2 separate regions of the Mus musculus genome follow, and region 2 is linked to region 1. The links are chromatin contacts, called in public HiCAR-type maps. All regions are on one chromosome and are shown on one strand. The core of a region is the stretch at or near the end of the contact, and the rest is flanking DNA. Distances in the headings are between cores, read along the strand shown. Region 1 has its middle 59 kb from the start of Dtwd1. Region 2 overlaps Atp8b4 (ATPase, class I, type 8B, member 4).

Region 1 (5,582 bases), core at 1,381-3,880:
TTAAGTGAGTTATTAAAGTCCTTCTTGATGTCCTCTACCATCATCATGTGATATGCTTTTAAATCCGGGTCTAGCTTTTCGATTGCGTTGGGGTGCCCAGGACTAGGTGGGGTGGGAGTGCTGCGTTCATTCTGATGATGGTGAATGGTCTTGATTTCTGTTAGTAGGATTCTTACATTTGCCTTTCGCCATCTGGTATTCTCTGGAGCTAGTTGTTTTAGTTGTCTCTGGTTAGAGCTTGTTCCTCAGGTGATTATGTTAGCCTCTATCAGCAGACCTGGGAGACTAGCTCTATCCTTAGTTTCAGTGGTCAGAGTATTCTCTGCAGGCAAGCTCTCCTCTTGCAGGGAAGGTGCTCAGATATCTGGCGTTCGAACCTGCCCCTGGCAGAAGTTGTTTTCCACTCACCAGAGGTCTTAAGATCCCGTGGAGGTTCCTGTGAGGACCTTGGGGGTGTCCAAAAACTCTGCGCACAAGGAACTCCGCTGCTGGAGTGGACCAGAAGGGACTTGTGCCCCCGATCAGGCCGGGTTATCTGCTTCCTTAATTAATGCAGTCTCAGGTCCCACGCGATTCGATTGGACAGACACTATGTTCCACTCACCAGAGGTCTTAGGATCCTGTGTGGAATCATGTGTAGTTCCTTGCAGGTGTCCAGAGACTCTGCGGGCAAGGCACCCCGGTGCTGGAGTGGGCCGGAAGGGCGAAATTGTTAATTTTCTTTCTTTCTAAATTTCTCTTTCTTTCTTTCTTTCTTTCTTTCTTTCTTTCTTTCTTTCTTTCTTTCTTCCTTTCTTTCTCTCTCTCTCTCTCCCTCTCTCTCTCTCCCTTCCTTCCTTCCTTCCTTCCTTCCTTCCTTCCTTTCTTTCTTCCCTCCCTCCCTCCCTCCCTCCCTCCCTCCCTCCCTCCCTTCTTTCTTTCTTTCTTTCTTTCTCTCTTTCTCTCTTTCTCTCTTTCTCTCTTTCTTTTTTCAAAAGCAAGAGGTTCATTTTCATTTCTGCACATTGGGGTCAACCTTCAATTAGTCCCTCAAGGCAAGTAACGAGAAGGGAACCCAGACACATTTTCTTTTTTTTTTTTTTTAATTACTTTTATTTTTTTTACAGTCAAGCCATTGCCCCCCTCCCAGTCCCACTCCCACAGTTCCTTATCCCATTCTTCCTCTGTCCTGTTCCAAGAGGATATTCCCCTCTCTCCCAGGCCTCCCCTGGAACCTCAAGTCACTGGATGGTTAGGTATGTCTTCTCCCACTGAGAAGTTAATTTTTAATATTATCATTTAAAATAAATACTCATTTAATATTTATTTATTTTAATTCCAAAGTCAGTAGTTGTATGTATAAATCATATAGAAAACATACCTTGAGGACTTTATTAATTTTCAAGAGTATAGAGAAATTCTTGGGATAATAACTTTGAAGATTTCTGTGCTAGATATACAATTTAATAAAGCAGTAGATTACAGGGGAGCAAAAGACGTTGAGGGTGGAGTTGGCCTTGTTGGGATGTGGGTCTCAGGTTGCTTCGCTTCAGTTAGAGAAAGGGGAGGAGAACACTGGTCAAAAGGCATGGTGCTAGCAAGGGTGGATTTGGAGGACCACAAGACAGTAGCAATAGATTAAGCTGTGAGAACCCTCCAAATTGCTCCTTTTATCTTAGCATACTACTTGACCTGATTCTGTTGTCCATGACATTCTCATTCTCCCCTCCCCCATCTCTTTCCTGCACAACCTTTCCTGAAAAAGTTTCTGTTTTTAACAATTCATGTAATTCTGCTAGGTCCATCTTGGTAGTCCATAATAATCTTCCTATCTCATGGTCTTGTGCTTTAATCACACTATAAAAAGACCCCTTTGTTATGAAAATGTGCTGGCTAATTTTATGTCATCTTGACACAGTCTAGAGTCATCTGAGAGGAGGGAACCCCAACTAAGAAAATGCCTCCGTAAGATGAGACTGCATGTAAGCTTGTAAGACAATTTCTTAATTAGTGAATGATGTGGGAGGGCCTCTCGAATTTTGGATGGGGCCATGCCTGGGCATATGGTCCTGGGTTCTATAAGAAAGCAGGCTGAGCAGGCCACAAGGTGCAACCCAGTAAGCAGCACCCCCCCCCCCCCAGGGCTTCTGCATCAGCTCCTACCTCCAGGTTCCTGCCCTGTTCAAGTCTTGCTTGGTTCCTTTGATGATAAATAGTGATGTGAAAGTGTAATCCAAATAAACCCTTTTCTCCCCAAGTTGCTTTGGTCATGGTGTTTTATCACAATAATAGTAATGCTCACTAAGACAGCAAGGTAACATACTCATAGATCCTGGGCACATATTTATATATACCTTTTTATGGATTTTAAGTGCAGTGTAACTGGTGTTCACAGGAGGGATAGCTGCAGATAATCCTGACAAGCATTGCTTTCTAATTACATTCCTGTCCACAACTGTTATTCAGGTAACTAGGGAAATAAACACCCATAATTTCTGGAAATAACTTCTTTTTAATTTGTATCTCTCAAAAAATTCCACTAGAATTGTCCTGGCTAATCCCAGAAATCAATATTTCATTGGTATGGAATTTCGCCCTCTCAGGCACTCAGATCTCAGCAGTGAGTTTCCACATGACATGTGTCCCGAGTGTGGCTGCGTTGACAAGCCTTGGAGTGAAAGGCTGCAGTTAGGCGAATGCTTGTTACACAGCCACCAGCATTGTCGAGAGAGCACAAGAAACTCCAGGGTTTTGAGTAATAACTTATCAAGATGGCCAAATTATGAAAGAATGCTTAAATTAGATAAAAAAAAAACCCACGCAATATGGATACAGCTAAAATATTTTCCTTCTGAAACTAATTTATAAGCTTGTCTAGCTTACCCTTGCATTTGTGTGTGATATGGTGAGTGATTATGTAAGGACAGAAAGGGAATCTCTAGGGTGTAAATTACAGGAACAACTGGAGATTCAGCCAAAGGTCAGTCATAAGCCAGAACAAGTCCAAATTCAGAAACTAGTCTCACAGAATTGATTGTCTTATAAAAATCAGGCAAAATGGCAAAAGCTATTATTTTCACCCTCATAAATGTATGTATATCTACAAGGATTCTGTTGCTTCAGACAGACAAATAACTTGCCAGGACATTCTTCTATCAATGTTTAATGTTACTCTGTAAGAGTGGTCTTTGGCATCTGGCAACTTCCATTGTGTAAAATACCATCTGTGTACCGCCTAGCCCGGTGGCTTTGCATGTATTTCCTCCCAGAAAGGTGGCCCAAAGCACAGCGACCTGTGTTTCTCTTGGAAAATTCTTTTCTTAATCATTTTACTTAAAACATTCCAAGTGTTAATGTGTGTGTGTGCCTGAGTATGTCTATGCATGACGTACATGTCAGAGCCCAAGGAGTCCAGAAGAAGGCATCAGATCCTCTGAAACTGGACCTAGAGAGAGTTGTAAGCACCATATACCCTAGGTCCTATAGAAGAAGAGCCAGGGCTGTTAACCACAGAGCCATCTCTCCTTTTTTTTCTAAAGGAAGTCTGCACTCTACTTCTTCTAACCTGCCTTGGAGAGTGGCAGTGGATTCTGTCACACCAATTTCCCTGCTCTCCAGTTCCTTTTCATTATGGTCTTGTCCCCTTTGATCTAATGTGCTGTTTCTATAATTACATATGTATGTAGCTTACTGGATTGCAGTAAGAATGCTGTCTCCATCAGACAGTGTAATGCTCCCAGACCACAGGAACACGACATAGTCTATTAGCTAATAATTTAAGTAGATTTGAGGATGACAACTGAGGTTGAAGAGTCCTAAGTATGGAAGCCATGGCATCCCACTTGGAAAATGCATGCATGAGGCTCCAGAAGGTTGTGAGTGAAGTGGGAAAGTCTCTATAAGGGAATGAAACTGTAAGCACATTAAAGGAAAGTTATGTCAGAGGTTTGCCTTTGATTCTGGCCATTTGTATGGGCCCTTTTGGCATCCATCCATTGTACTGTGGAAGGACTTAAAGTGTCTAAATTGTTTGTTCCCTACTTTGAGAATTATCAATCATTTGGAAATTTCCTTTGAAATCCCAATTTTTTTAAAGAAATCAAGAGGGAGAAACATTGAGCTTTTGAAGAACAAGGCACGATGGCTCCAGAAAACAAAGGGAAGCCTTTTCTTAGAATGATTATGATACTTAGTCTAATCTTGAAAATCCTGAAGCCCCAATCTCTCTGACCCTGTAGGTCCTGATTAGTCTAGAACTAGTCAGTTCCTAGAGATAGCAGACATCTTGCCTGAGACACACTGGCAACAGAATTAATGAATAAAGCACAAATCAGAGTCATGGCCTAACCAACTCCTTAGCCAGAGCCCTCAATAAACACCAGAGGACCAGGTACCAAACAATTGGACTCCATGCCCTAGATCTTAAACCTGCCCACCCGCCTACCTGCTTACATGCTCATTACTACTGCCCACCTGCCTACCTGCTTACATGCTCATTACTACAGAATACCCCTTCAGAAATCCCCTTAGTCTTTTTGCTTCCCTCAGCTCTCCATTCTTCACTGCTTTGAGCTGCAAAGTAGTTGAAAGGACCCTCCTGGTGAGCATGATTATCAAAGTTTTACAAGTATGTTGGGAAGTATCAGAAAATATTGAGATGTAAACTATCCCTTTAAAAGGCACATAGGAAATAAGACAAAACACAAGACATATACTTTAATATATGAAATTTTAGATTAATATGAGACTATCACTAAATGTTTCTGCATTGTCTCAATTCTTCACACAAACATTTGCTTCTTTTTGTTTGAAAACTGGTTATTCCAAATGTTGGGGTTCGGGAATTGCCACACAAACCACTCAGACACCAATCTCAGTCAATTAGCATGGTTTCTTGAATGCTTCATCTCAAGACTGACCAATCAGGGCCACAGATGAAGTGGGGAGCTGGCTATGACATTGATTTAGGCTCCTACAGGACTTTTAAACCTAAAACCCACAAATATCTGTGCCAAGTTATTCCACCAATCAGGACTTAGGGATAGGGGATTTCCTTGGAAACATGTCTTTGTTGTAGACTTTTCCTGTTCCCTGGTTGGGGTATTCAACTACAGCAGGGAACTTGCCTTACCTAACTTGCCAACCAGGATGTCAGTTACCCATGTATATGTCTTTTTCTACCAAGTAGGATGTCAATTTTCAGGAAGGTCTTGGATATATAAACCTTATTTGACCCCTACTGTGATGGTTTGTATGTGCTTGGCCAAGGGAGTGGCACTATTAGGAGGGGTGGCCTTGTTGGAGTAGGTGTGTCACTGTGGGCTTGGGCTTTAAGATCCTCATCTTAGCTGCCTGGAAGTCAGCCTTCTTTGAGATGCATTTGAAACAAGAGGAGGAAATTTCAGTTCTTCCAGCCTGGTCACTGCCATGCTCCTACCTGGATGATAATGGACTGAAACTCTGACCTGTAAGCCAGATTCAATTAAATGTTGTCCTGATAAGAGTTGCCTTGGTCATGGTGTCTGTTTACAGCTGTAAAACCTTAACTATGACAGAAGTTGGTACCAGGAGTGGGGTCTTGCTGTGATAGGCCTGACCATGCA
Region 2 (5,582 bases), core at 1,417-3,916, 150 kb before region 1:
AATTACTGAGTAGTAGTATTCATGCAAATTTTTACAATTGATAAAAAAACAACAAACCCTAGCTGGGCAGTGGTGGCGCACGCCTTTAATCCCAGCACTTGGGAGGCAGGGCAGGAGGATTTCTGAGTTCGAGGCCAGCCTGGTCTACAGAGTGAGTTCCAGGTCTACAGATCTACAGAGTGAGTATACAGAGAAACCCTGTCTCGAAAAAAACAAAAACAAAAACAAAAAACCAAAAAAACCCTCAAAACACCCTAAAAACACGTTTTACTTTAATGAGAAGAAAACTATTCAAAGGAAAATAATTACATCTAGGTGTAGCATCTCACACGCCCCGGGGTTACCTTGCTTAGCTGACTGGCTGGCCATGCTTATTCTAACTCAGACTTGGAGGTTCCATCATGTTTTGCATGTACCATGGAAACAATGTATGATAGAAAATTCTGCAGGCAGAGTGAATACCTTTCCAGAATGAATATGCTTCCTATGAAACTCGAGGGGAAAGAGCTCCTAAGGGGAACCATTGTTTGGAGGTCCCCGCTACATTCCCAGTCTTGGCGATTTATATCTAAGCCCACAGCCTTGGGGATTAAAATCATAAATGTGTGCCCTTTCATGTTCTTGTGCTATGTTTTTGAGTTCATGCAAAAAAAATGTGTTGAAAGAGAAGGATCTGAGGGAGGAGCCATTGGATGGACAATATGTACATGCTTGTAGTTAATCCTGTCCAATGTGTTTAGATGTCGTCAACATCGATGAGTAATGTTCATGCCACGCAGCACGCACATAACATAGTTGTTAGCCATTTTTGGACATGTGGAACCCTGATTGAGTTGGTTCCCATTGATGCTTTAGTGTTGGCAGCATGCCCACAGGTTTAAGTTAAGCCCTATGTTGGCCACAGGCCCACAGGTCTACAGTCATCCCTGTGTTAGTCTCATGCCCACAGGTCTACAATTAAGTCCTGCCAGTTTCTGAGGTTATTTCATGGATTCTGTCATTTTAACAGAGCATGTATCTTCTGCTGCAAGGAAAATAGACAATGAGGTTTTGATCAGTCAGACAAGATAACGCATCCAGTGTTTCATTTCTGAGCCACCATGTTTTGTTCTCAGAAAAATTCATTAAATGACCCAGCTGCCTCCAAGTACCCACGCAGAGACACTAGGACTCTATAGCCCCTCTCTAAGCAGTAAAATCTTTAATCACTGGTACCTCTTGTAAATGGCTCTTGGGGCAGGTACTGAAAATTAGCTGTGTGATGTAGGCTGTTTATAAGATATTGGCCAGTTAGGAGTCCTTTCGTGGAGCAGAACATAACACTGACTGTGATATCATAGAGTCATTAATGACAGTAGCGACCAAATAGGTTTGAATGCTCAAGTTCTGTTATCCCGAGTAAACTGTTTTAGTAGGTCAGGTTTCTTCTCATAAATTGTAACACTCTAAAGCATTACATTTTGACTTCTGATGTGCATTTTGGTGCACACAGTTCCCTGTTTTCAGGGGGTTGATCGCTCTCTGAGCCGGTCCCCGATTTCTGATCGACGATAAAGGATCGACGTCTTTAACAGTCTGTGGGGCAATGAACTGGAAGCTTGAACTAAAAAGTTCACTCACTTCCTTTCTTCCTCACTCTCTGAAGGGCGGTGCTGTCTCCTTCATTACTCTCTGGTGGCATATCTTACTCCAACCTAGAGATAGCCTGTGGCTGGCTGTATATGTAAAGCCATTTGTTTTGATAACCAAGAACTAGGAATTTGGAGTCCTGGATCTGCCCCGGACTAATCAAGTGGCCTAAAGTCAGATAGCTAATCTGTCAGAGGCAGACCCAAGTTTCCAAGGAACAAGCAAGCTCAAAGCTCTGGCCTTTTACCAAAGTCCAAATTATTTTCCTTTAAACATAATGTCATAATTTAAATCTATTTCCTAACAGATCTCTTTTACTTCCTGCATCTAGAGTGCCAGGAAAGGACTGAGGAAAATGGCTCATCCCTCGCACCCCCTCTCTCCTTTGCAGGCTGAATGCATGGCTGAGCACAGCGCTCCCTCCCTCCGCTGTAGTGTGTTCAGATGGTATGGGCTGTGAGTGCTCTAGTCAACTCAACCCTGCCTATGGTTCTGCATTACAGCATTGTACTAAACTGCCCTCATTACAAAGCCTAGAAGGCAGAGCCCTTCTTTTCACATCTGTTTGTATTCTGAGGTCCAGTAGAATGTCGGATGCCCACACACTGTCCATCTTCACCGAAAGGTACTATGTGTAGCTTTCTTCCTTCCTGATGAATTGCATTTGCAAGAACCAGCTTGTGTTTGGAGAGCTGAGTTCCAGGAAGTAAGAGAAAGGACAGCTATGAACACCCACCCAGGTCTTACAGTGCACTCATTCCAGTCTGGCAGGGAGTGAAGGCCTTGGAGGGTGGGGGGAGCATTAGCAATTTTAGCAGAGCATAAAAATTGTTCTTTTTCTGCCTGGAAAGGGACTTGTGTCACATGTTAGGGAGACATTGTTGGGGAAAGCTCCTAAATAAGTAGAATTTCAGCCAGTGTGTTCATGAACTTCACCCTCCCTTGGAATGTTTTCGTTTTGCAAGGGGGAAATAGAGGTTGAGTCATTTACACAGCAAATGGGAGCCTCACCAAACAGGAAACCCTGGGAGATGTTTTTTTTTTGCTTCAGTGCCTTCTCAAAGCCCAGTTTATGAGATCTGCAGTGCCGTCAGAGACACACATTCATGTCTGGTATCATTTCTCCCATTCATCAGATGGCGCTGCCAGTTTTCATGACCATGATGAGCGTTCATTGGGTTGCTTATCTACCGAGGACATTGGAGCCTTCTGCTTGCAACAGTAATCCTCTGTGCCTGCTCTGTCTCCTTCCCCACAGTGCATTTCAAACAGCCTTCTAACCTTACACATCCTTTTGTTTGTTTCTGCAAACTGCCTGCTAACTGTCTGATATCATCCTTGGAACCAAGGCTGAGTGACAAGTCTAAGTGCAGGCACGATTTTGGTCCCGGACAGCAGAGGGCAGTGTTGAGCCAGGAAACAAGGTGACCTGCCTTTGCTTCTGGGTCTGCTTTTGTAGTTCATACATAAACTCTTGGTGATGCATTTTTATATGCATCACTGTATGTTAAATAACTCAAAAGCTGAAGGCATAATGCTTGTTTTAATATGACCATTCTCTCCCATCAGAGGATCTTCAGCATAAACTCATTGTAATAAATGCTTTCCACACTGGGCAGGACATCAAGAAGACAGTTCATTTTGCCATAAGTCGAAACATCTGCTAACCTATTCTTCACTTTCTGTTTTCTTCTGGAATTCATCTATACATGTAGTGGTATATTCACATGCAGGGGCTGGCTTGGGCATCCTTCTGCAGGGGACATCTGCCGGTATTCCTATGATGGAAGCTACTGTGGTCATGCCAACAGACCTGTTATTTATAACCTGGTCACCCACAGGTCTTCTGGGTGGGAATTTACCTTCCTATTAAAGACATTATCACATTTTTTAGGAGAACAGTAGAATGCCAGTTCTAATGGGCTTATGTCATCATATAAGCTACTGATTAGGTCTTTAGCATTGCGAGGAATTTCTATTTGTAAAAACCCCATGTTTGGAGTTTGGAGTTTCTCACAAGGTCATTGTTATCATTTAAACTTATGAGGATTTTATTTTTACTTAAAATATTTTTCTTTTATTTTATAATAATAAATGGCATCATGAATCTCTTTCAAAGTTAAACAAAATGTGTTTATAAGTGGACTATTGTTTTCAGCCAGGTTATATAATGATGAGCGCATGCGCGCGCGCGCGCGCGCGCACACACACACACACACACACACACACACACACACACACACACACGTATGTACGTACGTCAGGAAGAAAGGGAGAGGGAAAAATGGAGAAAAGGAAAGAGAGAGGGAAGGAGGGGAGTGCTCTGTAATGAGAAGGTTTCATTCATCGCCTTTAGTTTTTGTTTAGCATATTGAAAAACACCGTTTTTCCAGAGAGTGGTTCTTTATACACCAAAGCTATCAAGATTCCTTGGTTAAAGCCAGTTTTTAGGTAGTGTAAAATGTTTGAGGTAGTTCTGTTTTCTCTGTGTTTAGCTGCCTAGTTCCTTGTGCTCCCCCAGCCCCTGCAGGATTGACATGCACTGCTGTCTGGCCTTCCCTCTGCTTGGTGGCCTAATACCTGGGCCTTACGCTGAAGAGTGGTAGCATGAGTTCATTTCCAGGCCGGCCTCTTGGTTCAGTTATAGACAAGCTCTGTGTGCTTTGTTATGCCTTTTTTTAATTCTCTTATTCTTTAAGGAAAGCAAAGGAAAATTTGCTTGGACAAAGCACGAGTTTTTCCAATGGACATGCAGTTTATGACAACAAGCAGCGGTTGGGGTTGGACGCGGGTGCAGGAGAGGCTGTGACAGGAGAATATGCCTTAGTCATAAATGGCCACAGTTTGGTGAGTTTGCCCGAGGCTGTTCTTCTCTTTTTCTTTACTCCAGCAATCATCTCTTTTGTGCTGCCTTAATGAGAGTCTCCTTTGTGTTTTTCAAACAAATGTCACTACAAGAGATAGGGCGTGCACAGGATTTCCTGTTTGCAGAAGGAAAGACTTCCAGTGTGCCTTTCAGACATCATTGTTTGAAGGATCGCACTGGATGTGAGGCTCTGGAGAAACAGTTCGCAGGGAGTCTATGAGTTCTGCCTAAACGGTTACTTCCGTTGCTTCGCAGAACGGTTTAAACGCTTTTGGAAGACGGTGGGGGATGGCGCAGATCAGTTTTTCAGTTACCGTTCTTGCGAAGGTTTGTGATTTGCGAGTCATAACCTGACCTTCACAGAATTACCACGCCAAATCATTGCCATTAAGATACCTCTGGTGGTTTTTCTAAATAGCAACGTTCTGCAGCAAAGCCAAACGATTTGATTTCATTAGGAAATCTGGCTCTTGTCATAATAGAATAAACTTGCATTGTACTTCTAACGCAGTTCAGGTTCCAAGCCCCAAACAAAACTCAACCGCTCCTCCTGAGTCTCTAATTAGAATACAAAAGCCCCGACTGCAGTCTCGTGAAATTATCATTTCTATGTACAAAGAACTTAATCTCACATCTTTCTTTGGCTTTGGTGCTCATTTTTCACTTTGGAGTTTGGAAAAAATGAACGTTTGTTCTTGAAGGCAGTTTCTTAGTGGACAAAAGAAGTTGGAGCTGAGTCTATTAGATTCCCCCTTGTGACCGTCCGCCTGTTAGCTCCTAGCTCTCTAAGCACTATCCAGCTGGATCCCAGACGCAGCAGAGTGCTGCTTCCACACCGTGGAAAGTTACAGAGCTCAGCTGCAGGCCAAGCTCAGTCAAAAACTGGTCCAGATGACATGAACTTTTCCCTTGCACAGATGAACACCAACTGAAAGTTATGTCTGTCTGCTGAGATCTGGAGTTGAGTGGCCTGGGCAGCTCGGTAGGACAGGATCCCTCCTGTATTATGCTTTTGACAGGCCCCTGGGCTTGAGGAAGCAGTGTTTGTAGGGCATGGGCTTTCTGGTGATAGTCACCTAGCCTGTCT

The links. HiCAR-type assays count read pairs that join an accessible place to other places.
Region 2: a HiCAR-type map of fibro-adipogenic progenitors shows a contact between it and region 1, with 4 times the contacts expected there. The contact joins two enhancer-like sites. A contact is called at or near these places in 1 of 15 datasets of contacts at CTCF or cohesin (the NIH/3T3 cell line), 2 of 115 datasets of contacts at active chromatin or transcription factors (bone marrow-derived dendritic cells and fibro-adipogenic progenitors) and 2 of 9 other capture datasets (adipose tissue and embryonic stem cells).

What each region holds. Positions count from the first base shown.
Region 1 is chr2:126,208,554-126,214,135 of GRCm38.p6, reverse strand. No RefSeq gene overlaps it. Among named protein-coding and RNA genes, the nearest start is that of Dtwd1, 59 kb to the right of the region's middle. Within about 2 kb of position 2,630, at least 10 of the 459 cell types and tissues checked have an H3K27ac peak or open chromatin away from gene starts, as enhancers often do. A contact at or near this core is called in adipose tissue and fibro-adipogenic progenitors, where this site is marked.
Region 2 is chr2:126,360,650-126,366,231 of GRCm38.p6, reverse strand. It overlaps Atp8b4 (ATPase, class I, type 8B, member 4), which reads left to right. Exons shown (of 28, transcript NM_001080944.3): 21 at 4,329-4,476. Among named protein-coding and RNA genes, the nearest start is that of Atp8b4, 130 kb to the left of the region's middle. Within about 2 kb of position 2,666, at least 63 of the 459 cell types and tissues checked have an H3K27ac peak or open chromatin away from gene starts, as enhancers often do. A contact at or near this core is called in adipose tissue and fibro-adipogenic progenitors, where this site is marked.